Regions from separate parts of the Sus scrofa genome. Here all the other regions are linked to region 2. The links are chromatin contacts, called in public Hi-C and HiChIP or PLAC-seq maps. All regions are on one chromosome and are shown on one strand. Each heading gives the region's core, a stretch centred on a gene start, on an enhancer-like site or on the middle of the called end of the contact. The rest is flanking DNA. Distances are from core to core; before and after follow the strand shown. Region 1 overlaps TAB1 (TGF-beta activated kinase 1 (MAP3K7) binding protein 1). Region 2 holds the start of MIEF1 (mitochondrial dynamics protein MID51). Region 3 holds the start of TAB1 (TGF-beta activated kinase 1 (MAP3K7) binding protein 1).

Region 1 (4,487 bases), core at 1,910-4,409, 74 kb before region 2:
ACTCCCCTGCCGTGTCACTCCCAAGTCATTGACAACTAGGCCAGAACAGCAGGTGTCACGGGGACAGCTCCTGACTGGGGATGCGGATGGTATACCCTCCTTGGCCGGCTGTGAGCAGCCGTACTCTGAGGCTCCGCGTGGGCAGGGGGGTGAAAGATGGCCCTTCTAGGTCAGCCTGTGGCCTGGATCTGTCCACAGCCTCGCCACCTACCTGCTCATCGCACGTGACGGCGCCCTCAGGGCTGACGGGACCAGTTAGGTCCTGTGTGGCTTTCCTGGAAGGAGCCTGCCTGGAGCTGTGGCCAGCCTCCCTCCTGGCTGGGCCCCAGAAGCTCACTCTTCAGGGGAGCGGAGCTTGGGGAGGTGGCCGCCAAGGCCCCAGGCCTGCTCTGACCCCCGACGATGGCTTCTAGGGTGTTCCTCAGCACCAGCTGCCTCCCCAGTATCAGAAGATCCTTGAAAGACTCAAGACGTTGGAGCGGGAGGTTTCGGGAGGAGCCATGGCCGTCGTGGCAGTCCTTCTCAGCAACAGGCTCTACGTGGCCAATGTCGGTGAGCTGCCTCCCGTCCCGGGGCGGGGGCGTAGGGGGGAGGTCGGCAGCAGGCTCCCCGTGTCTTCTGGGCGGTCTGCTTCCCAGACACAAGACCCCAGGGTCCTGAGGCCATGGCGCGTTTCACGTTACACCACAGGACGTCTCCGTCCCGGTCCCGGGCCCAGTTCCAGGCCAGGGCGTTGGAAGTACCTGCTGAGAGGCGGGTCTTGGGGAGCTTCGTCCCCTCTCTGGGCTGCCTCAGCGACTTCCTCTGGTGCTTGAGGTTGCCTGGCTGTGGAAGACCCACGTGGCCTCCTCTAAAGGGCAGCAAGATAGGCTGAGGGGGGCTGGGGGCTGAGGCAGAGAAGAGGCCACATGGGGCCCTGAGAAGAAGGTACCCCCAGGGGGGACAGATTACTATAGGGACCCTGGAGACACCCCACTGTCAGGGTCCCTCTTCTTTCTTTAGGATCTCATTATGGACAAAACATAAAAATGTAAAAAAATAAGGAGTGAATAACATTTAATAGTCTCGCGTGCCCATCCCCCAGCCCCCCCATCATTCCTCCCTGCCAGTCTCATTCTGTCTACAGCCCTCTGTCCCGTGTGGCTGTGAAAAAACCCAGACGTTGCACGTGTTAGTGCGTCTCCTTAGACAACAGGTCTCTTGTTAAAATCATCCTCAGCCATCCTCGGATGACACTGGAAGGTTTCACCGAATCCATCCCTTAACACCATCCGCTCTCCCTGCCTGGTGATCGCTCCCGTGGTCTGAGCCTGTCCTCTGAGTTCATTTCAGGGATTTCCACGTGTGAGATGCCTGTCTTTCCCTCTTCTCGACGTGTCCTGTCTGCCCTGTGCTCTCAGTCTTTGCTCAGCTGCTCACATGCTGCTGCAGGTACGAACCGGGCGCTTTTATGCAAATCCACGGTGGATGGTCTGCAGGTGACGCAGCTGAACATGGACCACACCACCGAGAACGAGGATGAGCTCTTCCGGCTCTCGCAGCTGGGTGAGCGGGGCGAGGACGACGCAGGCCGGGGGGCGAGGGGGGGTGTCGACCCCACTGGCTCGCCCTTTGCCTTCTGCTGGTGGCCGTGGAGAGGGAGGCATGGAGTGGACGGGCTGTGACCTTGGGGCTTGGGACCAGCTTGCCAGGGGTTGAATCCCGGCTCTTGCCACTTCCTAGTTGGCGATTTGGGAACTTACTCGAGTTTTCTGTGCCTCAGTCACCCTTCTGTGTAATGACGATAACAGTAATGCTTACCCCAGGGTATCTCGAGGCTTGAAAGAGTTAAAACGTGTGAAATGCTGCCAAGAGTCCCTGGCACGTGGAGGCAGGCACTCACTGTTACTGGTGGGGACGGAGAGGCCAGAGGAGGCGTGGGGTTCTGGCCGCCGCACCACCCTGTCCCTCCCGGAAGCTTGGGCAGCAGAGGGAGCCGGGCTGAGCCGTGTCGGATCTGCTCTCACGTGGGGTGGGGGGTGGCTCTGAGCGAGGAGTGTTCTGATGGGGGTAGGGGCTTAGGGCCCTGGCGGACTTGGGGTGAGCCGCCCTCCAAGGCGCCCTGCTACACCCGCACTTCCTGTTCAGTGGGTCCTGTTGCCTTGTTTTTACTGATATGTCTGTAGCACCTTCTTTCTGAACAAAGGCTGCAGTTGTGTTGCTCTCCCTCTAGGTTTGGACGCAGGGAAGCTCAAGCAGGTGGGGGTCATCTGTGGGCAGGAGAGCACCAGGCGGATTGGGGATTACAAGGTCAAGTACGGCTACACTGACATCGACCTACTCAGGTAGGGGCTGGTCCAGCTGCCCCACGTGTGTTTGCAAGACCAGAGGGCCTGGGGCGGACACAGACGTTAGGCTCTAGGACAAAAGGTACAGTTGGAAGTTCAGAGCCCAAGGGGATGCTTTTGTCCTTCCAGAGAGGTTGGTGTGGGGCAGGCCCTGGACCCAGTGGGCCAAGGAGTTGGGGTCCTCTAGAGCTAGGCTGGCAAAAGGTCAAGTTGGGGCTCTGGGCCAAAGCCAAGGACAGCACCCAGAGTCACGGACCCAGCAAGAGAGGCCAGAGTTGGCATGAGCTGCCCGGTGTGAGCAGAGACGGACCAAAGGCCTCTTGGTCAGTGTTGTCATGGCTGGGCTGGGGCGGGGGTGCCAGATGAAGTGTCCTTCTGGGTGCCACCCAGTGCCACAGCAAGCGAGCCTTTCATCAAGCCTGCGCGCAGGTCTTTTCATCCATTCTCTTGTTCAGTCTTCCCTCGGGCCTATGAGGTAGGTGCCGCGCTTACCCGGAAGGGGTCTGCACGGGAGGAAGCTGACACATGCAGGCGTTGGGCCGCCTCCTGGTCTCGGGGTAATAGTGGACTGAGGCCAGACCTGAAGCCAGGCAGTCTGCATCGGAGCTTGTATGCTGAGCCCTGGCCACCCTGTGTGAGATCGCTGATTGGGAAAATGGGTGTGTGTGCACATGTGTGCACGTGTGTGTGTATTTGGTGGGGGCGCTCCGAGCCTAGTGTTCTGCACGTCACTTTGTGCTCACAGGGCCCGTTCCCCCATTCCTGCACAGCTACAATGCTGGCACAATACAATTCAGCATTCTTGGTAACAGTGGCCACACCTAACCCGCCCTGCCGATGGATTCTCAGGGTGTTTCCAGACTTGCTCTTTCAATTCCCACTGCTGGGACATCCTCTCTGTCCGGGCCCTGCGTGCGTGTGCGCATGTTGGAGCTTCCTGACATTGACTGGCTCTGACAGGGCGTCAGTAAATGAACCCTTTGCAGCTGGATTGGGGGCGGGGGGTGGGGGGCTGAGTCAGCTTGGAGGAGCCCAAGAGCAGTGTCTTGTGCCTTTTATTTTATTTTTTTTGTTTTGTTTTTTGCCTTTTCTAGGGCCGCATCAACAGCATGTGGAGGTTCCCAGGCTTGGGGTCTAATCAGAGCTGTAGCCTCCAGCCTTCCGCACAGCCACAGCAACATGGGATCCGAGCCGCATCTGTGACCTACACCACAGCTCTTGGCAACGCTGGATCCTTAACCCACTGAGTGAGGCCAGGGATCCAAACCCAAAACCTCATGGTTCCTAGTCGGATTTGTTAACCACTGAGCCACAATGGGAGCTCACGAGCAGTGCCTTTTAAAAGCGAATCCGGGAGTTTCCGTCATGGCTTGGCGGAAACGAATCTGATTAGTATCCATGAGGACACAGGTCCGATCCCTGGCCTTGCTCGGTGAGTTAAGGATCCGGCGAAAGCTGTGGTGTGGGTCACAGACGCGGCTTGGCGTGGCTGTGGCTGTGGTGTAGGCCGGCAGCTAGAGCTTGATTGGACCCGTAGCCTGGGAACCTCCATAAGCTGCGGGTGAGGCCCCTAAAAAGACAAAAAAGATAAAAATTTTAAATAATAAATAAAAGCGAACCCTTCCCTCTTTCCGTCCCACCCTCCCTCTGTCACCCCTGGCTCTGTGAACAAGCTCCATGGAGTGGGGCCAGGATTAGGCATTTGACCTTGGCCATTCTGAGCCCCACTGCCCACTGGCCCTCTCAGCTTTATTTTAGCAGCTGCTCTCAGAGAGGACAGGTCTGTTTTTCTGATTTTTTTTTCCTTCCTCTCTTCCTTTTCCTTTTATCAAGATGTGTTTTATTTTACATTCTGGGTGCATATTCTTCTCACCAGAATAAATGTCCCCAGGGGCTGTTCCAAACATAGCTCTCCCCTCCGCTCTCCTCCCGCAGCGCTGCCAAGTCCAAGCCGATCATCGCAGAGCCGGAAATCCACGGTGCACAGCCCCTGGACGGGGTGACCGGCTTCCTGGTGCTGATGTCCGAGGGGCTATACAAGGCCCTGGAGGCAGCCCACGGGCCTGGGCAGGCCAACCAGGTGAGCCAGGCCTGGGCGGAGCACGGCTGGCCCGTCTACAAGGTGTGGCACCCTCGGGGACTCAGCCAGCCCTCCTGTTC
Region 2 (4,428 bases), core at 1,628-4,127:
GAGAAGAATGGTGATTGATCTAAGGAAAGAAAAGGACAAGGAAACCACAAAATTTACAAACTTACACAGGACATTTCCACCCCTAAGACCCCCTATTGGACAAGGACGGATACAGGCAGTGGAGCAAGGCCAATGGAGAAAAACCACATCGTTCTGGACCCCACGTTGGGGCCCCTCCCCACTTTTAAGAGATAAAAATCCCTCTAGGACAATAAAGAAGGGGGCTCTTTCCCCCGCCCAGCAGCCCTGGGAGCTATTTTCTTTTCTTTAATAAAGACTTTGCTTGCTTGCTGCCTGTGTGTTCACTGAGATCATTCTTTGACGGCCGTGAACCAGAATCCGGATTCCAGTATCATCTTCCCAGAATCAGAAGGGCTGGTGCCATCTCAGTGTGTTTCCTTCACACCAAGCCAGCTCTGGGAAGAATGATGCCTAAAATCCCAGGTGTCACAGGCAACTATTACTCCTGAATCTGGAGCCTCTTCAAGGCCCCCATCTGGACCTCTCCCTTTCCTACCAGGGGTTCCAGGGGTTCACAGTATCCCCAGGATGGATGGGGCCCCTTATGTCATGGGAAGTCTTCCTTCACCAAAGTGAACTTAGGCACCTGGAAAACTGCCTTCTTTTCGCAGTTTGAAGAGCCTGGAAGATGCTCCAAGATAGGCTGGTGGGTGGTGAGGGGGGCAGCAGAGCAATGGCTCAGGCAGGACCTAGAGACTGTGGTTGGCTCTTCAGTCGCACCCCCACATCAGGAGATTCTGTGGTTCTACCACTTAATACTTCCTGGATCTGACCACTCCCCTCCACATGGCTACCTCCTGGCCTGAGCCTCTGTTCTCTCTCCCCTGGGGCTTGGCAACCTCTTGCCCAGTCTCTCTGCTCTAGCCCTGGCACCGTTCTGTTTGTCTCAAGCCAGACCGATCCTGTGAAAATAGAAGTCAGGGGCCCTTTTCGTGGAGACGGTACCAAAACTAAGGAAGAAGCACCTGCCCTCTTGTTGCAGGAAGGGGGACACCTTCCAGGGGCTGAGCATGGGCTCTTTCCTAATGCTCAGAAATGAAGTGGTCAGGAGTTCCTGTTGTGGGGCAGCGGAAACAAATCTAAGAACCATGGGGTTGTGGGTTCGATCCCTGGACTCGCTCAGTGGGTTAAGGATCCAGCATTGCTGTGAGCTGTGGTGTAGGTTGTAGATGCAGCTCGAATCCCGCATGCTGTGGCTCTGGCGTAGACCGGCAGCAACAGCTCCAATTAGACCCCTGGCCTGGGAACCTCCATATGCCGAGGGAGCGGCCCAAAGAAATAGCAAAAGGACAAAAAAAAAAAAAAAAAGAAGAAGCATAGTTGTGTTCATTGTGGAGGTCAAGGCGACCAACACATGTGTCAGACAGGCTGGGAAGATGCTTTTATGACATCGCATAGCCAAGGCCAACACCCTGATGGGGTCTGATGAAGAGAAGAAGGTATATGTTTAACTGGCCCCTGCCTGTGATGCTTTGGGTGGTGCCAAAAAAATTGGGATCATCTAAACTGAGTCCAGCTGGCTAATTTGAAATATAATTTTTTCACCATAAACAAATGGTCAGGTCGTGTTCCTCCTTAGCTCCAAATCTTCTGGTGGCTCCAGCCTCAGCATAGTCTCCCCTCCCCTGCCCCGAAAAGGACCTGCAGTCCTGCGTCTTCCCCAGTTCTTGCTCACTCACTCTACTCCCCTGGCACTGGTCCCCTCTCTTCTGCTCCTAGGACAGCTGAGCCTAAGGGCCCACCTGAGGGCCAACACCTGGAATGCTCCTCCCTCAGGTCCTACTCCAGGTTCCCTTATCAGACAGGCCTTCTGGCAACACTCCACATAAAAAGGCAACTCCTTTCCCTTCATCCTCTCATCCAGTAAGTTTCTCAAGTTTCTCCCGGTTCTTATCACCTCCTCTGACATCAGCCTCCACCAGAATCTGAGGACTTGATGTATTCTCTGCAGTGCCAGTGGCAGTGCTTGCAAAACAAGGATTTATGCAAGAATGAATGGAAGGGTGGGCAATTGTCCTGCCAGATGCCTTTTAATCCACACAAAAGCTGGGAGGGGTTAGGAAACTTGCCAGAGGGCAGGCAGCTGTCCTTAAGTGGTGGAACTGGGACTGGAACTGGAGCTGTCTGGGCTTGATTCCAAAGCCTGCCTGTTCCCCTCCCCTCCTAGACTATCCTTCCTCAGCCGGACACTGAACTAGGCTCTGGGGGGAAGGGGGTTTAGGGATTCCGTAAGGACATGGCTCCTGCCCTTAAATCTGGTGAGACAGAAACTAAAAAAACAGTGCCTAGCAAATAACAGGCGCCAATAACACGTTTTGTTAACTTAAGGAGTGAAGCCCTAGGTGGTCAGCAGACATTTCCGTGGAGCCCAAAGGAGACATTAATGTTGGATGAGAAAGGGGGCGGGAAAAGACTTCAACAGGGGACAGTTGAGGTGGTCCTTGAAAGGTAGGTCTTTGCCAGGGGAGCGGGAACGGCATGGAGGGTTGAAAAGAAGGCAATCTGAGAAAATGGAAGAGCTGTGAAAGCCACGATAGGGAATACTGTTAGTGTTAAAAGTCCCCCAGGAGCCCTCATGGTTCCAGCTCGAGATGGGCAGACAGTGCTGGGGCCTGGCCAGACCCCCCGGACAGACCACGGTGCTGGCAGCAGGGTGGGTGACTACCCCGCCCAGCTGCCTCCCCCAGCTTTCCCTGGCTCTGTTCCGCGGGACGACGACGCCTGGGACCGCCGCGTAGGCGAGGCCCTCAGCAGGCCGGACCCTCTGTGTTGTCACGTACGGAGGCGGGACTCAAGCTTGTGGGCGGAGCCGAGCTAGGGGGCGTGGCCCGACGTGGCTCTGGCCCCGCCCCGAGAGAGGCCTAGGCGGGGGAAACCGGAAGTCCTCCCGCCTCCCCCTGCCTCCAGGCTCTCTTCGATCCCTCCCCTCAGCTCCGTGCGCAAGGTCGTGTCCCGGAAGTGAAGGGGCCATGTTGGCGGGTGACCCCAGGAGAGGTACCGGGCGAGAGGCGAGACTCGAGGAGTGGTAGCGCGCGCGCGGCCCGCAGGTAAGTGAGGGGAGGAGTGAGGGCCAGGGCTGGGGGCTCGCCGCCTTTCCTCTCAGGGCCGCGGCCGGTGCTCCCTATCCGGCCCTGGCTACCGACCTGGCCGCCGGGGGTCTGGCCCTAGCCTGCCGGGCTTTCCCCCTGAGGCCTCTCGTTGGCCCCGCCCCAGCCTCCGGAGCCCTCCCGGGGGGGCCTGAGCCGGCCTGCCCCAGCCTCGGGGTCTTCCCTCTTCGGCTCGGTGCGAAGGCGGGGTCGGGGAAGAAACTGGGGACCCGCCGGGGCCCAGCCGCCCACTCGCCGCTCGACCTTGTAGTAACAGCTCTGGCGTGACAGTCGCTTCCTACTTCATAAAGCACTTTTCCTGTTGATTTCTGGACTTATCTCCTGCTGCGGGAGACCCTTAAGGGGGGCTGAGGGGTGCTCTTCTGCAGTTGAGGAAAAAGGGACGGGGATGGCTGCTAGCACTAGGCCGGAGGCTGATGGCTAGCTGGTTTGGGGCCCAAAGTCCAGACGTTTTTACCAAATGTTTCCCCCACTCCTTCTCGTTTCTGTATTTCAGAAACAAGGGTCATCATCATTTTTTTCCACAGAAGGACGTTTTGAGGGTTCCCTCTTTAGTATGTGCCAGGCCCTGTGCTGGGAAAGTTTGTAGAACACCTAGAAGTGCTGTGCACTTGGTAAGCTCCTAGCCAATGGTAGTAGCTGTCATTACAGAGGCAGGCAGAATTGGGGACACGCGTGCACCCCCTCTTTACAGCTGTGTGCCTGTGGGCAAGTTACTTCCCTCTGGGAGCATCAGTTTTCTCTACTTAAAATGGGGATACCGATGACACTGGTGGTGTGTTAGAACGGGATGAGTTGTCACGTGGGACCTGCTTAGCCCTCGCATGATATCTAGTAAACAGTAAGTGTTAAAGCTTGACGTGAACCCGGACCAGTTTGTAAGTTCCTCAACTTACATGTGATAAGGGATGACAAAGCACTTTACAAATGATAACCCCCTGCTGTTGTGTAAGGACTGACTGTGACAGTTTATGTGTAGCTCCATTGAATACAGATGAGAGTAGGTAACCCTAATAATAGCTGTCCCTGATAGACTGCTTAGTAGATGCCAAATGCTGTTCTAACCACATTCACATACATTCACTCATTTCATCCTCTTACCGGCCATGTGGAAAATACAATTTTAATCCTCCTTTTACACATAAGGAACTAAGGTAAGTACAGAGAGGTGAAGGAACTTGCCAAAGGTCATCGGCTCATAAGTGGTGGTGCTAGGATTCAGTTATGACTGAGAGCCCTTAGCTTCAACCCACCTAGACGCCCCCTTAGGGTAAGGTTCTATTGCAGGTGCTTTGCGAAC
Region 3 (4,543 bases), core at 1,800-4,299, 91 kb before region 2:
CTACAGCACAGCTCACAGCATTACCGCTGAGCCACAACAGGAACTCCCTCAGTGAATAGTTTTTAATCACATGAACACTGTTGCAGAGCTGTATATAACAGCCCCCAACTGGAAACAAGCTTATTAGCTAACATTTGAAAATGAGGGGGTACCCAGTCAAAGGACTCTAAGGCATCCATTAAGATGATCAGTATAAGAGTTCCCTGGTGGCTCAGCAGGTTAAGGACCCAGCATTGTCACTGCTGTGATCAGATTCGATCCCTGGCCCGGGAACTTCTGCATGCTGCAGGTGTGGCCAAAACTTTTTTTAAAAAGATGATCAGTGTGAAGACCACACAGCCCTATGGCAAAACGCCTGTGACCAAGAAAAGCCCAGAAAGACAAAGCACACCCCCCAAGGTGGTCTCTCTGCACTCTCCTTTGATCAAGATTTTTGTCCGGGTTCCTGGCCAGAATGGAGAAGACAAAAAGGAAGGTGAGGATGAGGATAGTGGGATGTGGGCGAATATGCTTTTCTCCCTTCCAAACATTCCTCAGTGTCCTTACCGTCATCTTCCCAAGCTGTTATCTGCAAACAAGATGCTGCGGGGCTGCGTGAGGCTGAACAAAGGACTGATGGCATCTGTGGGCTCCGTGGGCAGCTGGCTAGAGGCACAGAGAGACTGGCTGCAGACCTTACGACAAAGGCTGGATCCAAGCTCCCGGCACAGCCTGTCTCAGTTCCCAGAAGGTGGCTGGCTCTATCTGTTCTTCTGCAGTCGGGGCTTTGGAAAGGCCACAGTGTGGTGGCATGGAGTTATCTGACATCCCAGGCCATGTGTGTGCTTTTTAGAGCATCAGATAGCCTGGCCCTTGTCTCCGCCAGGTGGCCTGCCCACCTTGGTGCCTGGAGCTTGATGCCTGGCTGTTTAAACAGACATCAAGGTCAGTGGTTGTGGTGTCTTTGTTCCACTGGCAGAAGCATGGCATGGACTGATTGCAAACCCTGACCCAGAGGGTTGTCCCGAGGAAAACAGGATCCACTTTACAGCTTGGTTCCCAGGCACCGCGTCCCCAGAAAAGAAGGGGGTGTGTCCACAGCAGAGGTCCTTGTATCCGCCCCACCCTTCGGAGCTCAGTGCCAGGCAGGCATTGTCTTCATTCTTCTCCCAAGTGCCACGCTGAGTCTTCCTACTCCCTAGAAAATCAGACCCACGGAATTGGGCAACGAGGACCCATCACAGTGCGTGGGTCAGGGGGCCAGGGACGGAAAGAGGCATGGGCTGGGGTGTCTGGAAGTCCCAGGTCCCAGTTCCAGCTGCCCTGTAAGTCACTTGGGGACCTTGGGACTGCCTGTCCTCTGGGTGCCTCATCTATCAATGTACCCATTCATCTCCCACTCTTCCCCCAGTTTGATGCCACACACATTCACTGAGCAGCTTCTCTGGGGCCTGTGAGGAGACCTAGGGCTGAACTGCCGCAGTTCCTGCCCTTGGAAAGGTCACTCCAAACAGTAACTATGGTTTTAAATGACCAAAAATGACTGAAGGGGAGTTCTCTTGTGGCTCAGCAGGTCAAGGATCTGGCATTGCCACTGCTGTGGCTTGATCCCTGGCCCAGGAAACTTCCGCGTGCTGTGGGTGCAGCGAGAAAAAAAATGACTGAGGGAGTGATTTTTTGTTTGTTTGTTTTTGTCTTTTTGCCTTTTTCTAGGGCCCCTCCCGTGGCACATGGAGGTTCCCAGGCTAGGGGTCTAATCGGAGCTATAGCCACCAGCCTACACCACAGCCACAGCAACGCGGGATCCGAGCCGCATCTGCAACCAACACCACAGCTCACGGCAACGCCAGATCCTTAACCCACTGAGCAAGGCCAGGGATTGAACCCGCAACCTCATGGTTCCCAGTCGGATTCGTTAACCACAGAGCCATGACGGGAACTCCCGGACTTTTTTTCTTACACATCTCAGAAGCACCTCAAACTCAACATGTCCAAATGGAAATTTCTCCCTATCCTCAAACCTAGCTGGTCTTGCTAGAAATCCAGAAGAATCTTTGGAGTTCCCTGGTGTCTCGGCAGGTTAAGGATCTAGTGTTGTCACAGATGTGGTGTGGGTTTGATCCCTGGTCTGGAAATTCCACATGTCGTGGCCAAAAAAAAAAAAAAAAAAGGAAATCTGGAAGAAACTTTGACACATCTCTTCCCGGCACCCTCCACAAGCAATCCATGATCACACCCTGACAATTTCATCTCCTAAATAAAACTCACCCACTGCCTAGATCTAGAACAAGAATCTCCTAATTGGTCTTCCTGTCCCTCCTCCAAGCCTCTTCTGAACACCAATTTTGTACACAGTAGTCAAAGGGATCTTTCTACCAACAGAATGATGTCAATAGCTTGCTCAGAAGTCAACTCTCCTTTGTCCTCCAGATGAATAGCCCAACTCCTGCCTGGGGCGGCAAGATCAGAGCCTGCCCTCTACCCCCTTCACCTCACTCTTTCCTCCATCTCTGTTCCAGCAGCAGGGCCTTCTGTGACACGCGGGCTTCCTGAACCCACCCTGCTCCCTTTCCTCGTGCCCTGTGCGCTAGCTGTCCCCTCCCGCTCTCCTTGAGGCCCGCTACCTGCCTACCACATCCATAAACTCTCTTCCTAGCAAGCAGCACCACTCGAGACGCCTTACCCATGTAAATGCTGTCCTCCCCAATTAAAATGTTAGCTTTTTGAGGGCCTGTCTGGTTTTGCTGCTTCACCCTAAAGGGCCAGACACAGTTACCCAATTAACATTTATTGAGTGAATACTAATTCGCCCTCCCTCGCTCCCATAGGGCTCACAAAGCACCCTAATCCAGGGCCTTAGGAGTCCCACCGGAAAGGAACCCTGGAGGAGGCGCTGAAAGATGGACGAGAGACAACACAGAAAACCTTTACCTACTGCAAAATAAAGGCTGGAAAAGCGCGCCTGCGCACTCGCCTTGCGACGGCCGCATCCCGCTTCGGCCTTGGGGTGGCGCTGGGCGCATGCTCCGTGGCAGCGCGGTCCTCCCGGCCGGCTCCGGGCCGCTCTAGCCGCCCTTCTCGCCTGCTCTGCGGGAGGCGGGCGCGCCAGCGGGGGTCCCTCCAAGATGGCGGCGCAGAGGAGGAGTCTGCTGCAGAGTGTGAGGAACCGACCCGCTCTTCGGGCTGGGGGTCGGGAGCCCGGGGCAGGGAGGGGGGAGCCTGTCGGGTGCAGGCGCAGCTCCCTCTCCGCCTTTGGGCCGCCTCTGCGTCTTTGGCGGGGTCTGGCCGCCATCCTTTCCTTTCCCGGGCCGGCCCCCTTCATTCCCAACCTGGGGCGCGTGTGGCCCCGCAAGGCCTGCGCGTGCGCGCTGCCTGCCGGTCCGTGGGGAGCTCGGATTCGCGGTGCGGCGGCCGGGAACGTCAAGGGCCCGACGAGGGTGGGAGCGCTTTGAGCCCGCAGGGACAGTGGCGCGCGACAGCCGAGGAAGCTGGGGGTAGCGAGGCAGCCCGGCTCGCTGAGCCGGTCGTGCGAGGATAATAATCAGCAGCAGCCACTTGGGTATCCCTTATTGAATCCCACGCTTTGTGCCAATACATTTTCATTTGTAAGTTTAATTTTCCCATCATCCCTTGAGATAGGTACGGTAATTCTTCCTGTTTTACACATGAGGAAACTGAGGCACAGAGAGGTGGTCATTTGCCCAAGGTCACGCAGCTGGTAAGTGGCAGAGCTAGGAAATCAGTGATTCTGATTCCAGAAACCTTCTTAACCTCTAGGCTTTAGAAAGGAGTGACTGGCAGCCTGGGTTCTGGTCCCGGCTCTAATTAGCTGTGCCTCCATTGGCCTCAGTTTCCTTATCCTTTAGGTAAGCAGGCAGTGGGAAGATTGTCCTGAAATTCATCCCTCTCCCTGGCCTGAATCCTCCTGGGTTTGTCACTGATGTCTTCCAGCCCCTGCATCCTTTTGACACATCTGCTCATAGATGCACACACACATGTTGGCACCATGGAAGTATTCTGACCAGCCAGGGCAGGTTGCAGGACCCTCCGGGCCCTTCTTAGATGTGGCGATCTGATGTTCTTTCCTGTGGACTTGTCTGCCTCTTTTACTGGAAAGTGAACTTGAAGAGAGGGACGTGTGATCTACAATGAATAGTGTCGCCAAGCATGTACCACACTGGTAGGTGCCAGGCATTCAGTAACTTCTTTGTAAAGGAATGAGTTAAGCATTTGAAGCAGATCCAGTGCTCAGCCTTGGCCTTACAGAGATGCAGCAGGCCTTGGCCTTCCTGCCCTTGGGGGTCTTAAAGCATCAGAACTGGAGGGAAAGGGGTGACCTTCGTGGCTGTATACTAATGAGAGGCTTTATGTGGGTTCCCGATGAAATTGCTCTTCCAGGACAGCAATTCCCAGCTTTCCCTGGTGGGGTTAGCTCTCTTCCCCTCCACTTCTCTGACTGCCCCTTTATTTTACTACTGCCTGGCAAGTCGGCCTTAAACTTGAGTGGGTTAGGTAGGTCTGGCCCTCTCTTCTGTAGAAGGGCAGGGGCCCTAACTAAGTGTCC

Evidence for each region. Hi-C and Micro-C count contacts between places; a contact is called where the count stands out from the background. HiChIP or PLAC-seq counts read pairs in DNA pulled down with a chosen protein or histone mark.
Region 1: a contact with region 2 is called in a Hi-C map of retroperitoneal adipose tissue, with 1.7 times the contacts expected there. The contact joins the enhancer-like site here to the promoter of MIEF1 in region 2. A contact is called at or near these places in 10 of 47 Hi-C or Micro-C datasets (blood, embryonic fibroblasts, epiblast stem cells and 4 more) and 2 of 2 datasets of contacts at active chromatin or transcription factors (alveolar macrophages and skeletal muscle).
Region 3: an H3K27ac HiChIP or PLAC-seq map of alveolar macrophages shows a contact between it and region 2. The contact joins the promoter of TAB1 here to the promoter of MIEF1 in region 2. A contact is called at or near these places in 4 of 5 promoter capture datasets (fetal liver, fetal skeletal muscle and liver), 27 of 47 Hi-C or Micro-C datasets (adipose tissue, alveolar macrophages, blood and 15 more) and 2 of 2 datasets of contacts at active chromatin or transcription factors (alveolar macrophages and skeletal muscle).

Annotation. Positions count from the first base shown.
Region 1 is chr5:8,834,678-8,839,164 of Sscrofa11.1, reverse strand. TAB1 (TGF-beta activated kinase 1 (MAP3K7) binding protein 1) reads left to right here. Exons shown (of 11, transcript NM_001244067.1): 5 at 414-552; 6 at 1,432-1,545; 7 at 2,213-2,324; 8 at 4,263-4,407. Among named protein-coding and RNA genes, the nearest start is that of TAB1, 16 kb to the left of the region's middle. Within about 2 kb of position 3,159, at least 6 of the 83 cell types and tissues checked have an H3K27ac peak or open chromatin away from gene starts, as enhancers often do. A contact at or near this core is called in retroperitoneal adipose tissue, where this site is marked.
Region 2 is chr5:8,760,536-8,764,963 of Sscrofa11.1, reverse strand. MIEF1 (mitochondrial dynamics protein MID51) reads left to right here and starts at 2,877. Exons shown (of 6, transcript XM_001929366.6): 1 at 2,877-3,068.
Region 3 is chr5:8,851,282-8,855,824 of Sscrofa11.1, reverse strand. TAB1 (TGF-beta activated kinase 1 (MAP3K7) binding protein 1) reads left to right here and starts at 3,049. Exons shown (of 11, transcript NM_001244067.1): 1 at 3,049-3,137. The coding sequence starts at 3,105.